Regions from separate parts of the Sus scrofa genome. Here region 2 is linked to region 1. Evidence: chromatin contacts called from public Hi-C data. All regions are on one chromosome and are shown on one strand. The core of a region is the stretch at or near the end of the contact, and the rest is flanking DNA. Distances in the headings are between cores, read along the strand shown. Region 1 overlaps TP53BP2 (apoptosis-stimulating of p53 protein 2). Region 2 holds the start of FBXO28 (F-box only protein 28).

What was found. A called contact is a pair of places that touch in the nucleus more often than the background predicts.
Region 2: a Hi-C map of embryonic fibroblasts shows a contact between it and region 1, with 4 times the contacts expected there. The contact joins the promoter of FBXO28 here to the enhancer-like site in region 1. A contact is called at or near these places in 1 of 5 promoter capture datasets (liver), 4 of 47 Hi-C or Micro-C datasets (embryonic fibroblasts and liver) and 1 of 2 datasets of contacts at active chromatin or transcription factors (skeletal muscle).

The regions. Positions count from the first base shown.
Region 1 is chr10:19,848,175-19,855,088 of Sscrofa11.1, reverse strand. TP53BP2 (apoptosis-stimulating of p53 protein 2) reads left to right here. Exons shown (of 18, transcript XM_013980098.2): 4 at 3,661-3,743; 5 at 6,271-6,372. Among named protein-coding and RNA genes, the nearest start is that of TP53BP2, 38 kb to the left of the region's middle. Within about 2 kb of position 2,583, at least 18 of the 83 cell types and tissues checked have an H3K27ac peak or open chromatin away from gene starts, as enhancers often do. A contact at or near this core is called in embryonic fibroblasts and liver, where this site is marked.
Region 2 is chr10:19,932,227-19,939,025 of Sscrofa11.1, reverse strand. It overlaps FBXO28 (F-box only protein 28), which reads right to left and starts at 2,809. Exons shown (of 6, transcript XM_003130584.6): 1 at 2,617-2,809; 2 at 2,490-2,614. The coding sequence starts at 2,755.

The DNA.
Region 1 (6,914 bases), core at 1,334-3,833:
CCTTTTTTTCCTTTCTTCAAAATTTTTTATTAGAGCGTAGTTGATTTACGCCATTCTGCCAGTTTCTGCTGTACAGCACAGTGACCCAGTCACATAGGCATATACATTTCCTTTCTTATATTTTCCATCATGTTCTATCCCAAGAGACTGGACGTAGTTCCCTGTGCTGTACAGCAGGACCTCACTGCTAATCCATCCCAAATGTAACGTTTGCACCTACCAATCCCAGACTCGATGGGAGGCAGTTTTTTTTTTTTTGTCTTTTATCTTTTTGTTGTTGTTGTTGTTGTTGTTATTGTTGCTATTTCTTGGGCTGCTCCCGCGGCATATGAAGGTTCCCAGGCTAGGGGTCCAATCGGACTGTAGCCACCGGCCTACGCCAGAGCCACAGCAACGCGGGATCCGAGCCGCGTCTGCAACCTACACCACAGCTCACGGCAACGCCGGATCGTTAACCCACTGAGCAAGGGCAGGGATGGAACCCGCAACCTCATGGTTCCTAGTTGGATTCGTTAACCACTGCGCCACGACGGGAACTCCTGGGAGGCAGTTTTTAATGCAGGTGGGGATGGAGTCCATAGAGCAGGAGGTTGAACTACAGAGAGGAGAGAGTGCTCCACAGGCAAGTCCCCAGAGAAGGTGTCCCCTCCAGGGGCTGGAGAGCTTCACGTGACAGAGTAGGGCGTCTCTGAATGGCAGGGAAATCGTGTGCTCCCTGTGGGAGCACTGGGTGCAGGGCTTCTCTTGTGAAAACATTGGTTTTCTCTGAGAGGGGAGGCAGAATCATCTGGAAATGACAGCGGAGGTGGGCAGCAGCTGGCGCTGCAGTGGAGAACGGGAGAGGGGACCTGCCAGGGGAGCCAGGTGGCTGGGGGCCCGTGCAGAAGCGAGACCAGGAGAACACAGGTGACGTGTCTCCAGTGGCGCTCAGCCGCCCCCCAGAGGGTGGTAAGAGGAGAAGAAGCTGGGTGGACCCAAGGATGGGCTTTGACCAGACCAGTTCAGGGGACAGTCGGTGGGACACAGACGAAGAGTATGCTGGGAAGCCAGCTGGGGAAGAAGTTGAAGACAGAGGGGCAGCAGGAAAAGTGGGGACCAGGGAGGGAGCTGTTGGCTTCAGTTAATGCACAGGGGTCCAGAGATGAAACGATGCTCAAAGCTAGCATGTTGGGATTTAAGATTTCTGGGATACTGAGTGCTTCTGGGCAGCACGGTCCCTCACTGGGCCATGAAATCAGCCTGAATTCAAGAGGAGGCAGGAAGCCAGGGCTCTGAGAGGTTAACTTTTTGATGGTGAGGTCATCCAGAATGATGGCAGGACGCGGGGTAGAGAGAATGGGGGAGTCGGGTGGTCACACCTCTGACAACTGAGGGTTGTGACCAGTTTGTTTATTTTTTTATTTTTTGTCTTTTTAGGGCCAAACCCACAGCATATGGAGGTTCCCAGGCTAGGGGTCAAATCGGAGTTGTAGCTGCCGTCCTACGCCAGATCCGAGCCTTGACTGTGACCTACACCACAGCTCACGGCAATGCCGGATCCTTAACCCACTGAACAAGACCAGGCATCGAACTCGCATCCTCATGGTTTCTAGTCGGGTTCATTAACTGCTGAGCCATGACGGGAACTCCTATGTGACCAGTTTATAGATGACAGTGAGGAAAGGGTAGAAGCTGATTAACCTGTGACCGTGGGCTGGAAGCAGCATTAGACACTGGGGACACAACCGTCGCTTGACCGTAGGACGTGGGAAGAAAGATTTTCAGCTCTGAGACCTGTGGGTCCACTTTGTTCTCAGTGAGAAACCACTGATTGGAGCAGGATTACTAGGTGTTTCTAAAAATGTTGGAATCTGTGGAGTTCCTGTCGTGGCTTAGTGGTTAACACACCCGACTAATTACCATGAGGTTGTGGGTTCGATCCTTGGCCTCGCTCAGTGGATTAAGGATCTTTTAAAATGGAAAGTGAAGGAGTGCCCTGGTGGCCCAGTGAGTTAAGGATCTGGTGCTGTCATTGCTGTGGCTCTGGTTACAGCAGTGGTGCAGGTTTGATCCCTGGTCTGGGAACTGCTGCAGGCCATGGCACAGTGCAGAGAGGAGAGTTGAGGGAGTGTGACTTCGGTGTAAAATTCTTGGGTGTAAGAATGTTGGTAACACAGGTCGTAGAATTTCAGTTTTATTCTTTTTTTGGCTTTTTAGGGCTGCACCCACGGCACGTGGAGGTTCCCGAGCTAGGGGTCCAGTCAGAGCTGCAGCTGCTGGCCTACAGCACAGCCACAGCAACACGGGATCGGAGCCATATCTACAACCTACACCACAGCTCATGGCAATGCCAGATCCTTAACCCACGGAGCAAGGCCAGGGATCGAACCCACAACCTCATGGTTCCTAGCCGGATTCGTTTCTTCTGTGCCATGACAGGAACTCCCAGTTTTATTCCTTTAGTACAAATTGTAGGTACCCAGCAATTATTGGAGTGTGGGAGACCCCAGGCTTGACTTAGTCTGGCCTCTTTCACTCTACAGATGAGAAAGGCTGATACTTAGGGGTTAAATGACTTGTCAGAGGCCACACACCTAAAGGCAGAGCCAGGCGTGGAACTTGAGTCACCTCAGCCAGGCTGGCTCACAGGCCTTTCAGCATCACTGGTGTCTGTAATTTTATCTGAAATAAGCAGGTATTTTTTTCCCCCAAGCTGCCTCTTTTTGGTAGTTTTAAGTCAGCATCTGTATCTTATTTTTATTTTGTTCTTTATTTACATTATTGCTCATATCTTCTTTTCATGAATTCGTTGAATTTTACCTGTTCATCTAGGGGTTCAAATATCTCCCTCTGTCACGCTGGGTAAATTATTAACTAGCCTCTCAGTGGTGCCATATGCAGTTTCAGTGTGTCTGTAATGTGAGAAAAACAATCTGAAGATAAAGACGCTGTTTTCACATTGTTGCAAAACACCAGTGCCACATAGTGTCTAAATTGGGGTAAAACAGGATTGCTGCTCAGTGTCAACCTTTGTGGTGTAGACTTGGACAGTATCCACTAGCAGACTGTTTGCATGTTCAGAATATATATGATATTGTTTTATTGATTTGTTTTTCTGTCTTTTTTTTTTTTTTTTTTTTTTTTTTTTGGCGGGGGGCTTCACCCATGGCATAAGGAAGTTCCCAGGCCACGGGTCCAATCGGAGCTGCAGCTGCCTGTCTACATCACAGCCACAGCAACGCCAGATCCGAGCCACGTCTGCGATCTACACCACTGCTCACAGCAACGCCGGATCCCTAACCCACTGAGCGAGGCCAGGGATCAAACCTCAGTCCTCTCGGATACTAGTCGGGTTTGTTGCTGCTGAGCCACGACAGAAACTCCCGAACTCCTGTATTTTCTTCCTTTTTCCTCCTTTGGCATCTGACTCATCCAGCTTTTCTAGGAAATGGTTAGCGTGTAACATTTTCTAGTGCTGACTCTTCCCTGTTCCAAGCAAGGTTTTCCAGAACAGGCTGAATCATGAGACCGTAACTTCATTGCTACTATGAGCAAATATTTTATTTTCAACTTAAAATAGCAGAGCGCAGTAACAACAGAGCTCAGAAATGAACTGGGACTGAAAATTATCAGTCAACTCTAGTGTTAATGCATGTTAATGTTTCTGAATTTTGTGCTTAGGGGGTGGACCAAGGTCTCAGGATCCAAGTTTAAAAAGAAATGGTGTGAAAGTTCCGGGTGAGCATCGGAGAAAGGAGAATGGCGTAAGTGATCCTTGTTCCCCGTGCTGTGTATGTGCCGCTCAGATATATGTTTTTTTAACCTTTGAACTTCATTCACTGTTATTTTTTATTCGGTAGGTCATTAAGGATGGTCCCCCCCCCCTTTTTGTCTTTTTGCCTTTTCTAGGGCTGCTTCCCGCAGCATATGGAGGTTCCCAGGCTAGGGGTCCAATTGGAGCTGTAGCCGCCCATCTACACCACAGCCACAGCAACACCGGATATGAGCCTCCGCTTACAACAGTGCTGGATACTTAGCCCACTGAGCAAGGCCAGGGATTGAACCTGTGTCTTCACAGAGACTATGTCAGGTTCTTAACCCACTCAGCCACATGGGAACTCCTTTTTTAAAAAAAACAACTTTTTTTTTGTCTTTTTAGGGCTGTACCCGAAGCACATGGAGTTTCCCAGGCTAGGGGTCCAATCGGAGCCGTAGCCCGCCTACACCACAGCCACAGCAACGCCGGATGGTTAACCCACTGAGCAAGGCCAGGGATCAAACCTGCAACCTCATGGTTCCTAGTCGGATTCGTTAACCACTGAGCCATGATGGGCACTCGGACTCTTTTTATCTGAATTTGCTCAGCATGATTACTTTGAGATTCATCCATTTCCTTGTGTGTTTTACTGCCGAGAGGTGTTTTGTTGTCTGGTTATACCACGACTTATCCCTTCCTCTAATGATGGACATTTGGGTTGTTTCCGTTTTATTCCAAATCAAGCTCCAGTGGATATATGATCACATGTCATTGTATGGACATATGTTTTTATTTCTCTTAGGAGTGGAATGGTTGAGTCATATGGTAGCTATATGTTAACTTTTTAAGAAGCTGCCAGACTGTTTTCCAAAGTGATAGTTTTATTTTATATTCCCCATCCGAGAGTTCTGGTTTTTCCACATTCTTGCCTACATTCAGTATGGATGGTCCTTTTAATTTTGGCTATTTAATAGGCATGTAGCAGTATTCCATTGTGGGTTTTTTTAATTATTAAAGGATAGTTGATTTATAATGTGCCAATTTCTGCTGTTCAGCAAAATGACTCCATATGATTATATATGTATATATGTATTTTCTTGAAAATTTTTAAAAAATCATTTGTATCATTTATATTGTGGTTTTAACTTGTTATTTCTTTAATGGCTAAGGATGTTGGGCATCTATTGTCATGTGCTTATTTGACACTTGTCTATCATCTTTGGTGAAGTATCTGTTGGACTCTTTTGCTTATTTTTTTCTTTTGCTTATTTTTTTGGATTGTTTGCTTTATTATTACTGAGTTTAAGAGGGGTTTTTGGTTTGTTTTTTAATAGGGCCACTCCCATGGCCTATGGAAGTTCCCAGGCTAGGGGTCAAATCGGAGCTTTAGCTGCCGGCCTACACCACAGCCACAGCCGCTTGGGATCCGAGCCCCATCTGTGACCTACACCACAGCTCACGACAATGACGGATCCCTGACCCGCTGAGCGAGGCCAGGGATCGAACCTGCGTCCTTATGGTTACTAGTTGGATTTGTTTCTGCTGCGCCACAGCAAGAACTCCTAAGAGTTCTTTGAATATTCTGGATCGATCCAAGTTTTTTTATGAGCTAGATGATTTGCAAATATTTTTTCCAGTCTATGACTTGTTCTTAATTTTAATAAGGATCATTGATCAGCTTAGAAGTGCTTTAGTTTTAGATTTTACATCTAAGTCTATGATCCGTTTTGAGTTAATATTTGCCTGAGGTGTGAGAAGGTTCCTTTTGTTTTTTGTAGGTGGACATCCAGTTGTACAAGCAGCATTTCTTGGAAAGACTCTTCTTTCTCCACTCGCTTGCTTTTTTTCTAAGATCAGTTACCCCCAAATCAATGTTGGGTTAAGGATCTGGCGTTGTCTCTGGCAGCATGGGTTAAATCCCTTGCCTGGGAATTTCCATATGCCACTGGTGTGGCTAAAAAAAAGCTTTGTTTTCAATTTCTAGTTGTTGTTAATGTATAGGAATACAATTGATTTTTGCATGTTGATCTTTTTCTTGCCTTCTTGCTAAATCACTTACCAGTTTTAGGAGCTTTTTTGTAGATTCTGTAGAATTTTCTCCATAGATGATTATGTTGTCTTTGAGTAGGAAAAGAAACGTCTTCCTTTCCAACATAGGTATAATTTCTTTCTTTTTTTTTAGGGCTGCATCTGAAGTATATGGAGGTTCCCAGCTGAGGGGTTGAATGGCAGCTACAGCTGCCAGCCTATACCACAGCCACAGCAACGTGGAATCTGAGCCACATCTGCGACTTACACCACAGCTCATGGCAACACTGAATCCTTAACCCACTGAGCGAGGCCAGGGATCGAACCTGTGTCCTCATGGAGTAGGTTTTACATCTTAGTAAGTCAATGTGAAGGTATTAGTATTATGGAAGAAAAATGGCTGAATAATTTTGTCTTGATTGGTTCAAGTAATACTAATAAATAGACCTTTGAGGGAGGAATTTCTGTGATTGTTTGATGGTAATGTTTGCAATTTTTTAAAACAGGTTCATAGTCCTAGGATGGATCTGACTCTTGCTGAACTTCAGGAAATGGCCTCTCGCCAACAGCAACAGATTGAGGCCCAGCAACAAATGCTGGCCACTAAGGTAATGTGTTTCTTTTTTTCTTTTTTTTATGATTTTTTAATTTTTTTCCATTACAGCTGGTTTACAGTGTTCTGTCAGTTTTCTACTGTACAGCAAGGTGACCCAGTCACACACACATATATACATTCTTTTTCTCACATTATCAGGCTCCATCATAAGTGACTAGATATAGTTCCCAGGGCTACACAGCAGGATCTCATTGCTTAGCCATTCCAAAGGCAATAGTCTGCATCTATGTATCTTTTTTCTTTTTTTTTTTGGTCTTTTTAGGGCTACACCCATGGCATATGGAGCTTTCCAGGTGAGGGGTTGAATCGGAGCTGTAGCTGCCGGCCTGAACCGTAGCCACAGCAACTTGGGGTCCAAGCTGCATCTGCGACCTACACCACAGCTCATGGCAACGCTGAATCCTTAACCCACTGAGCGAGGCCAAGGATCAGACCTCTGTTTTCATGGATGCTAATCAGATTTGTTTCTGCTGAGCCACGATGGGAACTCCTATTACTCAGTTTTAGTTAAAAGCTTCATTGTTTTTTTTTTTT
Region 2 (6,799 bases), core at 1,560-4,059, 84 kb before region 1:
TTTGGACAGTCCCTTGGAAACGGCTAGCCCAGAGAGTCAAATTTCAATTATTCATGGCAAGAGGAAGCAAAGACTATCATCAACTACAGTGCACAAATAATGAGAAAACATTATTTTAGCAATTTCAACTTAGAGCAAATCTTTTAAAGAAAATATAGAGAAGTACAACAGATTGTGCAGCTACCCTCTAATTTAGGTGCTAACAACAGATTGAAGTCCTAATGAGGCAAGTAAACTGGGAAGGAAGAAAAAAGAAACACCTGAAAATACAAAACCTAGCTCATCAACCACCAAATTGCTGACATGTGGCTTTATGGAAACCAAGTCTGTTCCTTATTAATATCACTCTCTTCCAAGTACATCCAACCTTAACTCCCCTCAAAAAGACTTATTAACAATAAAAAGAAACTACATGATGTATATGCTGGATAGCAGCATACACACTGCTACTGATTTTTTTGGCAAACGAAACAAATACATTCTTTAGGTATAAATTAGATGGCCACTTAAATTAGAAAAGGCATGTAAAATACCTACCAGGCACCATCTCTAGACTGCCAAATTCATTAAAAGATCATAATTAAATTAATGCTGACATCTAGTGGCAAGAATCTTTCATGGTACTTGAACTGTATCTCAAACCAATGAATTTAAAAACAAAAGACAGTTCCAAATTCCCCCCTTCTCCCGAGTATCCATTTAAGATTCATCTATTAATTTTAAGTTAAAAAAAGGAATAAATAGCTCCCCATTACTAAAGCAGGGGGGAAAAAACATCTTTAAGATGTAAAAATGGCAGCTGAATCTCTGTGGGGGGGGTGGGAATGGAGGGGTGATAAGGGACTTGTGAAAAAAATCTTTGTTTGAAACAACAAATGTGTATTTTTAAAATGCTAAAATAGGTAAGTGTTTAAAATTAAGAATGCAACTGATTATTTCACTTGAAGGAGATGCTGTTTACTAACAAATTGCAGGATGTGTTTTAACTCTGTCCCCTAGGATAGGCTGGTTTACCCCCTTTAAAAATGTATTTACTTTTTAAAAAAGTAAAATGACTAACATATGAACGAAAACCCCACAGTTTTCAACACTGTGAACATTCCAAGCTTTACAAAGCCATTGTTTGGCTGAAAGCCTCGATTCAATCAAATTATGCCCAATTTCCAGACACCATGAATATACACCACAAATTTTGATCAAACCTATCATCCTTTACATGAATTTGAAGGAATATTAAGATTCTACAAGAAATCCTAGGATGACATGGTTTGGAAATTACAATCATTTTTCCATCCTGCAAACTGGCTGTGTTGACAAGAAAAAAAAATTGCCCGCCGGCTTGAATCAATATGTCTAAGCTTTCTTTAAAAAATAAGTACACTTTTATCTCAAAAATACAATTATAATCAATTTTAAACTGAAGGAGTAATCCTAAAATATGGCATATTGATTATTAAGAAAATGCTATACACAGCACATTCAGAAATATGTCTTTGTCCTCCTAAAAACAACCTCAACCACAGATTTAGCTTCCACACGGCATCGGTTTGCAAATCATTTCAAAATGTCCACCTCCTTCAATTTCCTTATCACTTAAAGATAAATTCACTGAAAGGAAGCAAAACATCTGACTGAACTGAGATATTCATCAAACCTTCAGTCAAACCTCTGGAGTGAAGCAAAATCCCAAAGGCAAATTCATTATTTTCATAAATCATAGACCGAACTCTGTGATTTTAAGGTCTAAAACCTCTCCTAAAGCTGGCGAGTGGGAGTGAAGCACTCGTTAGAAAAAGAACTGCAAGAAAAAAAGACAGCCGTCTCAGGGAGCAAGTTGCTTCACCCTGGCTGCGAAGTGTCAGGGGCGAGGCAAAGCCGGAATAGTAACTGCTCAAGGCTCTACTTTATTGGTCAACTAGGGCGCTGGGTCTGAGGCTGCGGAGACGCGTTCTAATTCCTCCAAACCGCTCCCGGCTTTTGGGAGGACTGACCGACTTTATTTTCTGCAACAAGGCAACTTGGGTGGTTGGGGAACAATGCGTTATTCTCGCAGACAAGCCAAACCTGGCTGGGATAACCTGGCCTACTTCGGAGTTCTGGCTCCCAGCGCCTGCCCGAGGCTGGAAGGTGACACACAAAAGGCAGGTGGCGAGACCCCCTCCGGTGTCCCCGCTCAGGCCTGGCGGAGGTGGGAAGCCCAGCTCTCGCTACCTCCCCGCCCGCGGCCCCGCTTCCGGGTGGGGGGCACCGAGCCCTCCACGGCCAAGATCACGCCGGCAGTCGCCCCCGGCCCGAAGCCAGGGCGCAATCCGGGCGGGCCTCGCGAACTGGCCCGAGAGACTGGGGGGCAGGCAGGAGGGGCACGCTCGGGACCCTGGCGCCCGCCGCAGCTCGCTGGGGGCTCCCTCCCCGGGAACGCTCTTTCCTCTGGAGCCCTCCCAGACCTCGGCCCGGCGGAGAGGGCGGCTGGGGTCCCGCGGGGGCCTCACCAGGCGGAGCTGGCTAATTTCGTCGTAGGACATGAAGCTGAGGATGTTCTCGATGGCTACGATGGGCAGCGCCACCAGCGTGTTGTTTTGAGGCAGCTGGTCCGGAGCCAGCGCCGGGGCTGGGGCACCTGGGATCCCGGTTGCGGGAGCTGGGGCGGGGGCGGTGGGGGCAGTCGCTGGGTGCAGCCGATAGCCGAAGAGGAGCCGCCGTCGCCGTGGCCGCCGCCTCCTTCCTCAGCCATCCGCTCCTCCGACGCCGCCGCCATCTTTGGGGTTTGAGTCCTTCCCCCACTGCAAGGGGGAACAGGGACACTTCCGGTGCGTCACTTCCTCCTCTGGAGCGGCAGGGGCGGGGCACCTGGAGGAGGGGGCGGAGCCTACGGGTGACAGGCGGAGACGGAAGGTGCTGCTTGTTCAAGTGGAAAGGAGAGATCTAAGATTGGGAACGGCTTGAGGGCTAGGGAACCGTGCAATTTTCTTAAAGTGCTTTTCTGACAAAGGAGAGACAAATGTTAACTAGTAAGTGTAGACTGGACAAGGTAGAGAGTCATCATTTCTCAAGAAGCATAATAGTAATTGATTTAGGCAAAAGAGAATGAGGGATTGATTAAAACTACCGCATGAATGAAACTTGAAAACATGTTAAAGAAGCCAGACGCAGGAGTGCCTGGTGTCTCAGCAGTAATGAACCCAACTAGCATTCGTGAGGATGCAGCGCCGATCCCTGGCCTCGCTCAGTGGGTTAAGGATGCAGCATCGTTGTGAGCTGTGGTGTAGGTTGCAGAGAAGGCTGGGATCCCACGTTGTTGTAGCTGTCGTGTAGACTGGCAGCTACAACTCCAATTTGACCCCTAGCCTGGGAACTTCATGTGCGGCCATTTAAAAAAAAGAGAGAACAAGCCAGACACGAAGAACCACATATTGTAGGAATCTATTGATATGAAATGTTTCTGTAGTCCAGTCAATAAAGACAGAAAGTGGATTAGTGTTTTCCAGCGGCTGGAAAGAGCAGAGGAAAGGGTCCAGGGTTTTGTGCTGGGGTGATGAAAATGTTCTGGAATTAGATCCTAGTGATGGGTGTACAACGCTGTGGATACTAAAAACCACTGAATTATACACTTTAAAATAGTGAATTTTAGAAGTTTCCATCATGCTCAGTGGAGACGACTAGTATCCATGAGGACACAGGTTTGATCCCTGGCCTCGCTTAGTGGGTTAAGGATCCAGTGTTGCCATGAGCTGTGGTGTAGGTCGCAGCCAAGGCTCAGATCTGGCATTGCTGTGATCTAGGCTGGCAGTAACAGCTCCAGTTCGACCCCTAGCCTGGGGACCTACATATGCCACAGGTGCGGCCCTAAAAAGACAAAATTTTTTTTAAAAAGTGAATTTTATAATATGTGAATTATATCTCATTTTAGAAATTGATTTAGGCAAGAATCATCAAAAGACGCTAACAATGGAAAGTAATGGTGTGGTGTGGAATATAATATTTACATAGTCTCAGAATAATCCCCATGAATTTCCTATCAATTACAAAATAAAAAAAGGTGTTTACAATAGAGAAATTTGGTAGACACCACCATGATCAAATGATCAAAATTAACATCACAGATTATGGGAGAAAAGGACATAATATACCTACTGACATGGTATCTTGAAAAGGACGTAACATAATGTGGTTTTCCTACCAAACAATGCATAACCTGGAGTTGCCTCTGGCTCAGCAGATTAAGAATCCGGCAGAGTCACTGCTGTGGCTCTAATTACAGCTGTGACTTGGGTTTGATCCCTGACCGGGGAGCTTGCACGTGATGCGAGTGTGGGAGTAGGGGGAGGGGATTAGAAAAAAGGAAAAAAAAAAAAGCGTTCACTTGTATTCAAGGTGGACAAATCTAAATATCTACCCTAGAATCTTAAAAAGTATTAACGTCATGAAAGACAAAGACTCAGGATTTGTGCTGCATTAAAAGAGACTAAAGTGACAAGACAACTAAACCCTTGGGAGATCCTGGATTGGATTATGGATTAAGAACATTACTGTGACAATTGGCATAATCTGAATATGGACTGTATGTTAAACAATATTATAATCATATCATTTCCTGATTTGGATAATTTTGTTGATTGATGGATGGATTGCTTTTTTAAGGGCGCACCGGAAGCATATGGATGTTCCCAGGCCAGGGGCTGAATCAGAGCTGTAGCTGCTGCCCTATACCACAGCCACTGCATCGCCAGATCTGAGCTGCATCTGCAACCCATACTGCAGCCCACGGCAACGCCCGATCCCTAACCCACTGAGCGAGACCAGGGATCGAACCCGAATCCTCATGGATACTAGCTGGATTCGTTACCACTGAGCCACAATGGGAACTCCCCCTGATTTGGATAATTTTAGCGAATGTCCTTCTTAGAAAATACACATTGAGGTATTTAGGGGTAAGGGGGCATTATGTCTCAATTTGCTCTTAAATGGTTCAACATGTATGAAGATAGAGAATGAGATTAATAAAACAAATGCGATACATGTTAACAATTGGTGAATCCAATGAAATGCATCTGAGAGTTTGTACTTTTTTTTTTCTTCCAGTTTTATGGAGCTATAGTTGACATATATCACTGTATAAATTTAAGGTGTACAGGAGATCCTATCGTGACACAGCAGAAATGAATCTGACTAGGAACCATGAAGTTGTGGGTTTGATACCTGGCCTCACTCAGTGAGTTAAGGATCCGGTGTTGCCGTGAGCTGTGGTGTAGGTCGCAAACTCGGTTCAGATCTGGTGTTGCTATGACTGTGGTGTAGGCCTGCAGCTATAGCTCCAATTTGGACCCCTAGCCTGGAAACCTCCATGTGCCTCTAGTGTGGTCCTAAAAAGCAAAAATAAAATAGAATAAAATAAAATAAATAAGTAAAATTTTTAAAAAATTTAACGTGTATAGCATAATGATAGACTTACATCATGAAATGATTATCACAAGTTTGAACATCTGTCATCTCATATAGATACAAAATTAAAGAAATAGAAATTTTTTCTTGTAGGGAGAACTCTTGGGATTTACTCTCAAACTTTCATATATAACATGCAGCAGTATTAATTATATTTATCATGTATATTACAACCCTAGGACTTATTTATCTTTTTTTTTTCTTTATGGCTGCATCTGTGGCATATGGAAGCTCCCAGGTACAGGGTCAAAGCAGAGCTGCATCTGTGACCTACCCTGCAGCTTGTGACAATGCCAGATCCTTAACCCACTGAGTGAGGCCAGGGCTAGAACCCAAATCCTCACAGAGACTACAGGTGGATCCTTAACCACAATGAGAACTCCTACTTAGTTATGGCTTTTTTTTTTTTTTTTTTTTGTCTTTTTGTCTTTTTAGGGCCACTCCCACAGCATATGGAGGTTCCCAGGCTAGGGGTCGAATCAGAGCTGCAGCTACCAGGCTACACCACAGCCACAGCAACACCAGATCCATGCCACGTCTGCAACCTATACCACAGGTCACGGCAACGCCGGATTCTTAACCCGCTGAGTGAGGCCAGGGATCGAACTGGCAGTCTCATGGTTCCTGGTTGGATTTGTTTCCGCTGCGCCATGACAGGAACTCCTGCTTGCATATTTTTAATATGTTCATTTCATCCCCACTGAAGATGGTAATTTCATTTTTCTACCTAGGGTATTGCTGTATCTTCATAGAGCCAATTAAAATTTGGTCTGGAATGAATTCATTTTCTACCTTGTCTTATTAAAGTTAGAATCTTTCTTGGTAGGTTAGACTGAAATTGAATTTCTGTAAATGGAATCATGCTTTCAAGACATTGTGAGAAAGAAAATCATGGACTTGGAGAATAGACTCGTGGTTGCCAAGGGGAAGGAGGAGAGAGCCGGATAGATTGGGAATTTGGGGTTAATAGATGCAGATTTATTGCCTTTGGAATGGAAAAGCAATGAGAGCCTGCTGTGAGGCACTAGGAACTATGTCTGGTCACTTACGATGGAGCATGATAATGTGAGAAAAAAAGAATGTATATATGTATGTGCAACTGGGTCACCTTGCTGTATAGTAGAAAATTGACAGGACACTGTAAACCAGCTGTAAATGGAAAAAATAAAAATCATAAAAATAAAAAAAAATATGAACACTCATTAATAAAAGAAACCCATAGAAAATCCTTTTAAAAAGCGAATTGTCGCTCCCTAACTTAGCTTGTTTCCTAAATCCACTAGCTACGGGAAGTTTTCTTTTGCTTGAAATGGGTTCGTGAGAAGCCTTCCTTCTCTCTTATCTCTCCACATGTGGTCAA